2 separate regions of the Mus musculus genome follow, and region 2 is linked to region 1. Evidence: chromatin contacts called from public Hi-C data. All regions are on one chromosome and are shown on one strand. Each heading gives the region's core, a stretch centred on a gene start, on an enhancer-like site or on the middle of the called end of the contact. The rest is flanking DNA. Distances are from core to core; before and after follow the strand shown. Region 1 has its middle 15 kb from the start of Rbx1. Region 2 overlaps Ep300 (E1A binding protein p300).

What was found. A called contact is a pair of places that touch in the nucleus more often than the background predicts.
Region 2: a contact with region 1 is called in a Hi-C map of bone marrow-derived macrophages, with 47 read pairs. The contact joins two enhancer-like sites. A contact is called at or near these places in 1 of 39 promoter capture datasets (embryonic stem cells), 8 of 15 datasets of contacts at CTCF or cohesin (CD8 T cells, the NIH/3T3 cell line, embryonic stem cells and 3 more), 108 of 484 Hi-C or Micro-C datasets (the 63-12 cell line, the AML12 cell line, B cells and 53 more), 27 of 115 datasets of contacts at active chromatin or transcription factors (the 230-238 cell line, CD8 T cells, the HPC-7 cell line and 15 more) and 4 of 9 other capture datasets (adipose tissue, embryonic stem cells, liver and 1 more).

Annotation. Positions count from the first base shown.
Region 1 is chr15:81,479,338-81,483,006 of GRCm38.p6, reverse strand. No RefSeq gene overlaps it. Among named protein-coding and RNA genes, the nearest start is that of Rbx1, 15 kb to the right of the region's middle. Within about 2 kb of position 1,861, at least 98 of the 459 cell types and tissues checked have an H3K27ac peak or open chromatin away from gene starts, as enhancers often do. A contact at or near this core is called in bone marrow-derived macrophages, where this site is marked.
Region 2 is chr15:81,608,299-81,611,768 of GRCm38.p6, reverse strand. It overlaps Ep300 (E1A binding protein p300), which reads right to left. Exons shown (of 31, transcript NM_177821.6): 3 at 3,396-3,470; 4 at 1,153-1,414; 5 at 246-359. Among named protein-coding and RNA genes, the nearest start is that of Gm22067, 18 kb to the right of the region's middle. Within about 2 kb of position 1,283, at least 3 of the 459 cell types and tissues checked have an H3K27ac peak or open chromatin away from gene starts, as enhancers often do. A contact at or near this core is called in bone marrow-derived macrophages, where this site is marked.

The DNA of each region.
Region 1 (3,669 bases), core at 612-3,111:
TCTCTTGCCTCTGTTTCTTCTTCTCTTCCTTCCTCCTCCTCTCCTCCTTCTTCCTCTTTTTCTTTCTCCTTCTCCTCCTTCATTTTTTTGGGGGGGGGGTATTTGTTTTTCCAGACAGGGTTTCTCTGTGTAGCCCTAGCTGTCTTGGACCTCACTCTGTAGACCAGGCTGGCCTTGAAATCAGAGAGCTGCCTGCCTCTGCCTCTGCCTCTTGAATGGTAGGATTAAAGGTATACACCCCATCATCGCCCAGCAACGCCTGACACCTTACCCTGATGGGTTTTGGAAACCAGGAACTGGGTGCATATTATCATTTATTTGGTTGAACACTGTGGTCAGTGGGAGAGGCTGGACCTGAATTGAGCTTGAGGGAGAGTAACAGTCAAGAAAAAAAATCCTGCTGTCTCAAAAACAAAACAAAAACAAAAAAACAAACAAACAAAAAAAACAAAAAAGAAAAGAAAAGAAAAGAAATTTCTGAAGATGTGAAATGGGATCAAATAAAAAGGGTTTCCAGAAATGAGGAGCAGGGGCCATATGGACCTGTCACTAGAGAACTAGGGAAGGCACCAGAGAGCATGCTACATCAGGCGCAGTGTCCCAGGTCATGGAACATTATTTTTCTTCCTGAGACAAGGTCTCTAGTAACCCAGGATGACCTTGAACTCCTGACCCCTGATCCTACCTTTTACATGCTAGGTTTACAGGTTTATCATGCTACACCTAGTTGGGGAACTTATTTTTTGATTCTCAGACCGAGAAACTGCCCTTGAATTCTAGGCCAGCTCATCTTGGCAAGGTGCTTGGTGAGTGCCTGTGGTCTGGCTGCTCAGAGTTCATGCAAAGCCTGCCTCCAGATAGTGAGACCCCATCGGTCTCATTGTGCAGAGAAAAAACAAACAAAAAACCCAGAGCAATGAACAAAGTAGTGTGAATTGATAAAAATATATTATTAATTAAATTAAAAATAATTAATTGATAAAAATATTTCTGCACTGGAGAAAACAGAATTGGAAAAAATAAAAAAAGTATGAGTCGGGGCTAGTGAGCTGGCTCTGTGGTAAAGGCGCTTGCCATTGTAAGAAATACCAAGTATGAGTCTTTCCTATCAAATGCTATAAAATTCAGCCGGGCAGTGCTGGCACTTGCCTTGAATACCAGAAGGCAGAGGCAGAGGCAGGGTGTATCTCTGTGAGTTTGAAGCCAGTGTGATCCACAGAAGGAGTTCCAGGAAAGCTAGGACTACACAGAGAAACCTAGTCTGGAAAGAAGAAACAAAACAAAACAAAACAAAAAAACAGAAACCAAAACTAACTAAACAAACTAAATCCTCTAAAACTCAAAACCTATAAAGTTCATGTTTAGGGCAAGGGATTAATATTTTTTTATCTCTTCTACTTTGTAAGACTTGTATGTAACTGAAATTGTTTTAATCTTCCCGGTCCAATAAAGCCGACAAAAGACTTATTGGTTTATTCTAGGAATTGGATGTCCAGAACGGTTGCCCCTTCCCACTTCCTGTGTGCCAGTTCTTTACAGATTATCCAATTGGGAAGAGACACAGGTGTGGAGGATATGGAAAGCAACCTTATGAAGAAAAACGTGGGATGTTGAGCGAGGCGCTACAGGCTTCCGCGACCAGTGCACGGCATTCGATCTTAGATGGCTCCCGGAACACACGTGAGATAGCAAAAAGAAACCAAGGCCAGGGGAGCCGCTGCTGCCACATCTTCCCTGAAGTCCTAACAGGTGACCATGCCTCGCCCCTCCCCCTTCTGCTTTTCTGAGTAACTTTATAGGGCAGGGCTTTCATTGGGGCTTGGTGATGGTGTGGCGAGAGATGCTATTGGCCCTGGATTTAGGGCTTGGGATTGGCTTGAACACTTACATAAGCGTAGGCGCTGTGCAAGCAATAAACACTGCACTCTGATGCTGTCTCCGGATTCTGATTCCCAGGATTCCTCACGTGACTCCATGACCTCTCACACCTCTTTGGTCCTGTTCCCACACACAGGTGTCCTTTTCTTGATGCCTTGTTTTTTCTCTTCTACCTCTTGATAACGCACTCTTGATCAAGTGTAAAGTTCGCCTGTCCAGACTTTTAAGGTGGAACGAAGGACACTTTCTCTGTGACCTGGAACTAGGGATGGAGACCTGAGTTCCATCCATCGGACCAGATATAGCAGAGGAAGAGAATTCAGTCCTCTATGTTGTCCTCTGTCATCTGCATGTACACCATGGCATTTGCACAAGGACACACGCACACAGGCATACGCATAATACATATATGTAATTTTTAAAATAAAAAACAAAGATCTGGAGGCACAGGCAGGCTGATCTCTAGTTCAAAGCCAGCCTGGTTTATGTAGTGAGTTCCAGGACAGCCAGGGCTACACAGAGAAACCCTGTCTCGAAAATACCAAAAAAAAAAAAAAAAAAAAAAAAAAAAAAGAAAAAAAGAAAGAAAGAAAGAAAGAAAGAAAGGAAGAAAGAAAATCTCCTGCCTGAAACTTAAGTGTTTCCCTAGAACTGGGGTTGCAGGCAGGCAGCTTATGAGCCACACTGCGCATGTGCTAGGAATCAAACCTAGGTTTTGGCAAGAATAGCCATTGCTTTTGTTGTTATTGTTTTTCCCAAGACAGGGTTTCTGTGTAGCCCTGACTGTCCGAGAACTTGATCTGCAGACCAGGCTGGCCTCTCCTGCCTCTGCCTCTGGAGTGCTGGGATTAAAGGCATCTGCCGCCGCAGTCTGGCAGCAGCCACTGCTTTTAGGCAACTCCATCCAGTGTTGTTTTCTCCCATTTTTTTAATGTTTTCAGAGTCTGGTCTGATGTAGCTCAATTTAGTCTCAAATTACTATGCAGCTGAGGGTGAACTTGAACTGCAATCCTCCTGCCCCCACCTCCCAATGGCTGTGGTTACAGGTGTATGCAGTGTTTGAGCCAGTGTCTGCCTGACTCCAAAGCTGATAGGCTCAGGTGCAGTCCCACCACTGACACCAAGCCCCTCCCCTCCCCACGTCTTTGGTGTTCTGATTCCTCCTCACCTCGCGCTTTACCTCTTGAAGCGACATCATCTACAATCCAGATTAGACTTCAGTTCGGCTGTAGCCAGACATTCCCTTTCCGTTTCCTTAGGGGAGAAGCTGTCGAGCGAAGCCGTGAGGACCATGACCGCCTACCCGTTTGTTTTCAGCTTGTTCTATCTCTGCTTTGTTTTTCAGAGCTCTGGTTCTTAATATAGGGAAGGTCAGAGTTGAGTGTCCAAGTCAACAATAATAAGGCGCTTCGTTAAACTGGGGTGGTTGGAGGCTTGGCCAAGCTCTTGATTAATAAGGAGGCCTGACCTTTGTGTAGCTTGTAACTGTTTGTAGAGGGCTTGACCGCAGCCGTCCTCTGGGATTCGCTCTTGCTACCACAGCTGGCGAAAATGAGCCATCTTGGAAGTAGATAAAACTCGGTCTAAAGTCCAGGCCTACCGTGGAGGATTGTGTGACCCTAGGGAGGTCGCTTGATCTCAGTCCCTCATCGATACTTAGGTTTATTATTTTTTTTATCTTAATTAAAAATTGTTTTAGTTTTTCTAAATTGCCGTTTTATTGAGGGGGAGCACTGTGCCTACGACACACCTGAGGAGGTCAAAGGACAACTAGCAGATCCGTATGAACAC
Region 2 (3,470 bases), core at 34-2,533, 130 kb before region 1:
TGTGGTTGCTGGGAATTGAACTAAGGACGTCTGAAAGAGCAGTTGATGCTCTTAACTCCATTCCAAGAATAAGACATACTTCTTTTTTGTTTTACTAATTAAGAGAGAAATAGAAAATCTTTCATCCAGAATGGCATGGCAGGACCAGAGTCTCAAACAGTCAAGCAGTAGTCTACACTCTGTCAAAGGGCACTAGTATGCTGCTCAAAAAACTTGGTAAAAATCAGCAAGATTTAATCACTTACACTGTTGATTTCGCTTATCCCCAGCATTTTTGAGAGGAAGACACACAGGACAATCATGCCTTGTGCAATTTTTCCAGTGTGAAATGATTTGTCGAGAAGATGCACAATGTGCCACTAAAACAAACAAGAAAAAATTGTTAATTCTTTTTATTTACAGGAATGACATACAACTTAACAAGTGCTCCAAATATAAAGATATTCTAAACTGTAGTGCAGAATACATGCCTATAAAACAGTGACACTAGACATAGAAGTATTCAGTTGGGCAAAACTCTATTGTGTTGAGTAATTGCCCACATGGCTAAACTGGAACAAAACAGAATAAATATCACAAACTATTACAACTTCCTTTCTAACCATGTACTACTACTTACTTACCACTGAGCCATCTCTCCAGACCCATAATTTATTTTCTTATTGCATAAATCTTTCTGATAATATTTATCATGTATAAACAGGTAGTGTAAAAGTTTTAAAGACAGCTCAGTCAGTCAAGAGCTTGCAATGCAAGCTTGAGAACCAGAGTTCAGACCCTAGTACCTTAAATATATCATGTTAACCCCAATGCTTGGGAACTGGTGATGCTAAACTCTCAGAACAAACTACCTGACAGCTAGACTAGCCTAATCAGTAGCCTCTGGCAAATTTAGGGGTAGAAGAATGGCTCAGCAATAGAGTGCTCCTCTACCAAGTACAAGGCTCAGGGTTCAATTTCAGGAACAATACAAACAAGCAAGCATACACCCAAGAAGTTGTATTTTATTGGTCAGGAACTCACCTGGTGTACAAAGTTGCTTTACTTATAAAGGGGGAAAGGCAAAATTTAATGTCAGAACATGTCTATGTCTAAAATGTCATCAACATAATCAAAGTACCAAATAAAAATATCATCCTCAAAGTTACTCACCTTGGCAGGATTTGCCTGACTGGCAATGTGTCATATGGTTTAGGACATTTTTCATGGTACGACAGTGAGGAAGGTTGCACTGCCTCACTTCCCCATTAGCTTGCTCCCGGCGCTGGCACTTGTGAGCATGTAAAAGGAGAACAAGCTGCTGCTGGATGAGCTTGCGCTTCTCTGGATCAGCTGTGTGTGCTCCAGAACCCATTCCTGCGGCAACTGGAGTCACCAGGCCTGGCTGCTGGACCGATGGGGTAGGCTGCTGGCCCTAACAAATGTAGCAAAGATATATTTAACAGTGTTACAAGTGTGCCATCTTTTAACAAGGACTAGGTATTTTCAAATTAAATCCTTGGTGGTGACCTACTGTATGTCAGAATTCATTCTTTAATTTTGGATGGAAAGAATTCAATGTATACACGATAAATAGCTCTTAATCAGAAAGATTAATGGAATAAGAAAATAAATTATGGGGCTGGAGAGATGGCTCGGTGGTTAAGAGCACTGACTGTTCTTCCAGAGGTCCGAGTTCAATTCCCAGCAACCACATGGTGGCTCACAACCATCTGTAATGAGATCTGATGCCCTCTTCTGTTGTGTCTGAAGACAACTACAATGTATTCATATAAATAAAAAATGGTACATATTTATTAGACACAGAGAACTAAACGGAAAGGAAGAACAGGTAATTTCCACATTCTCAGTATTAGAGGCTCAGTAAGGGAACAGTAAGACCCAGAACTCAAGTCAATCTTCTATAGAGCAAGTCTGAAGCCAGCCTGTTACCAGATCCTGCCTCAAAAAACACATAGGGACTGGAGAGAGGTCACAGTTGTTGAAAGTACTTGCATTTAGTTCACAGTATACATATGCAGAACTCAGACTCCTGTAACTCCAGCTCTAGAGAACCCAAGATGCTCATCTAGCCTATATTGGCGCACTAGCCTATATGCATGCACACGTGCACATAAAACACAAGAAGAAATCTTTAAAAAAATGTTAAACAAAAAACAAGTATTGGAATTGAAAACGTGCTACCATGTGTAGCAAATATAGTTTTTACACCTCTTAAAAAAAAAAATTAACTCTTCCCAGTAGAAGTTATTCCTTAGGACAGTGAGGACATATTTTTGTTATTTGGTTTTTTACTTCGTATGGTTTTTTAAATACAAACAATCAATACCACACAAAATACCAAAACTTGTAAAAGTAAATAAAATAAAATTGTTCTAGGACAAATCTCAAAAGTAAAAACAAACCATTTAATTCCTAAGTAGAAATTGTTTGAACCCAAATCAGATACACCTCCACAGGTGTGAGTCTCCATCTCCACAGATTAAAGTTGTGCTCCACCATGCCTAGCATGTCCTCTTTCTTTGGTTTCTTTTAAGGTCTTATCTCAGGTCTGGAATGGCCTGGAACTGGCTATGTAGATATGGCTGGCCTAAACTTACTGAGAGCCACCTTACTGGAAATTTTAAACATGAAAACTGTCCATTACAGATGCTACTTAATGAAGCTTAACCGTAGCCACTCATGCAGTTGGTTCATCCCAAAAGAGAAAAACAAAAAATCATTTTGTTAATTGAAAAAATTACTGTTACACTAATAGAAATAAAACTAGTATTCACAGTCCTTGAGAGAAGCCTTTGCAGTAAGAATCTCCTGCAAGCGCAGAAAGGTTCTTCTTCCTATTCTTCAGTAACAAGGCTTACAGCGAGCCTGCTGAAGGACTCACTGTAGCTCACATTTACTCTGTGAATTAGTCTTCCAACTCATCAGTTAGCACAGCAAATAAAATGCCATGTGGAAATTTTACAAAGTGAAATTCCATTCCAAGGCACAAGGGTAATTAATATACATCATGTATCTTAAGGTCAAGTATATATAATACCAGTGTGTTAAATGCCAACCTAATATGCTCACAAAGTGGCTCAATACGTAATTATAGTGACCTGAGTATACAGTTCAAGATTCACATTAGAAGAAAACTAACTTCTGCAAGCTGACTTCTGACATTCACAAGTTTACCATGGTATTGTGCACACATCTATTCTGCATGCACATAAATGTTAAAAAGAGAAAAGAGCCAGGCAGAAGTGGGGGCAGAGGCTGGCAGACTTCAGAATTCCAGGACAGCCAGGGCTACACAGAGAAACCGTGTCTCCAAAAGCCAAAATGAAAGGAAGAAGAAGAAAGAAAACAAAAAGACAAGAAAAAGTCTTAACAAAATAGTGCTAAGTACTCACCATACTGGGCATTCCCCCACCAGGAACTGCCTTTTTGTCCATTGCAAATGGAGATAAGTTATTTGGTAGAACAGT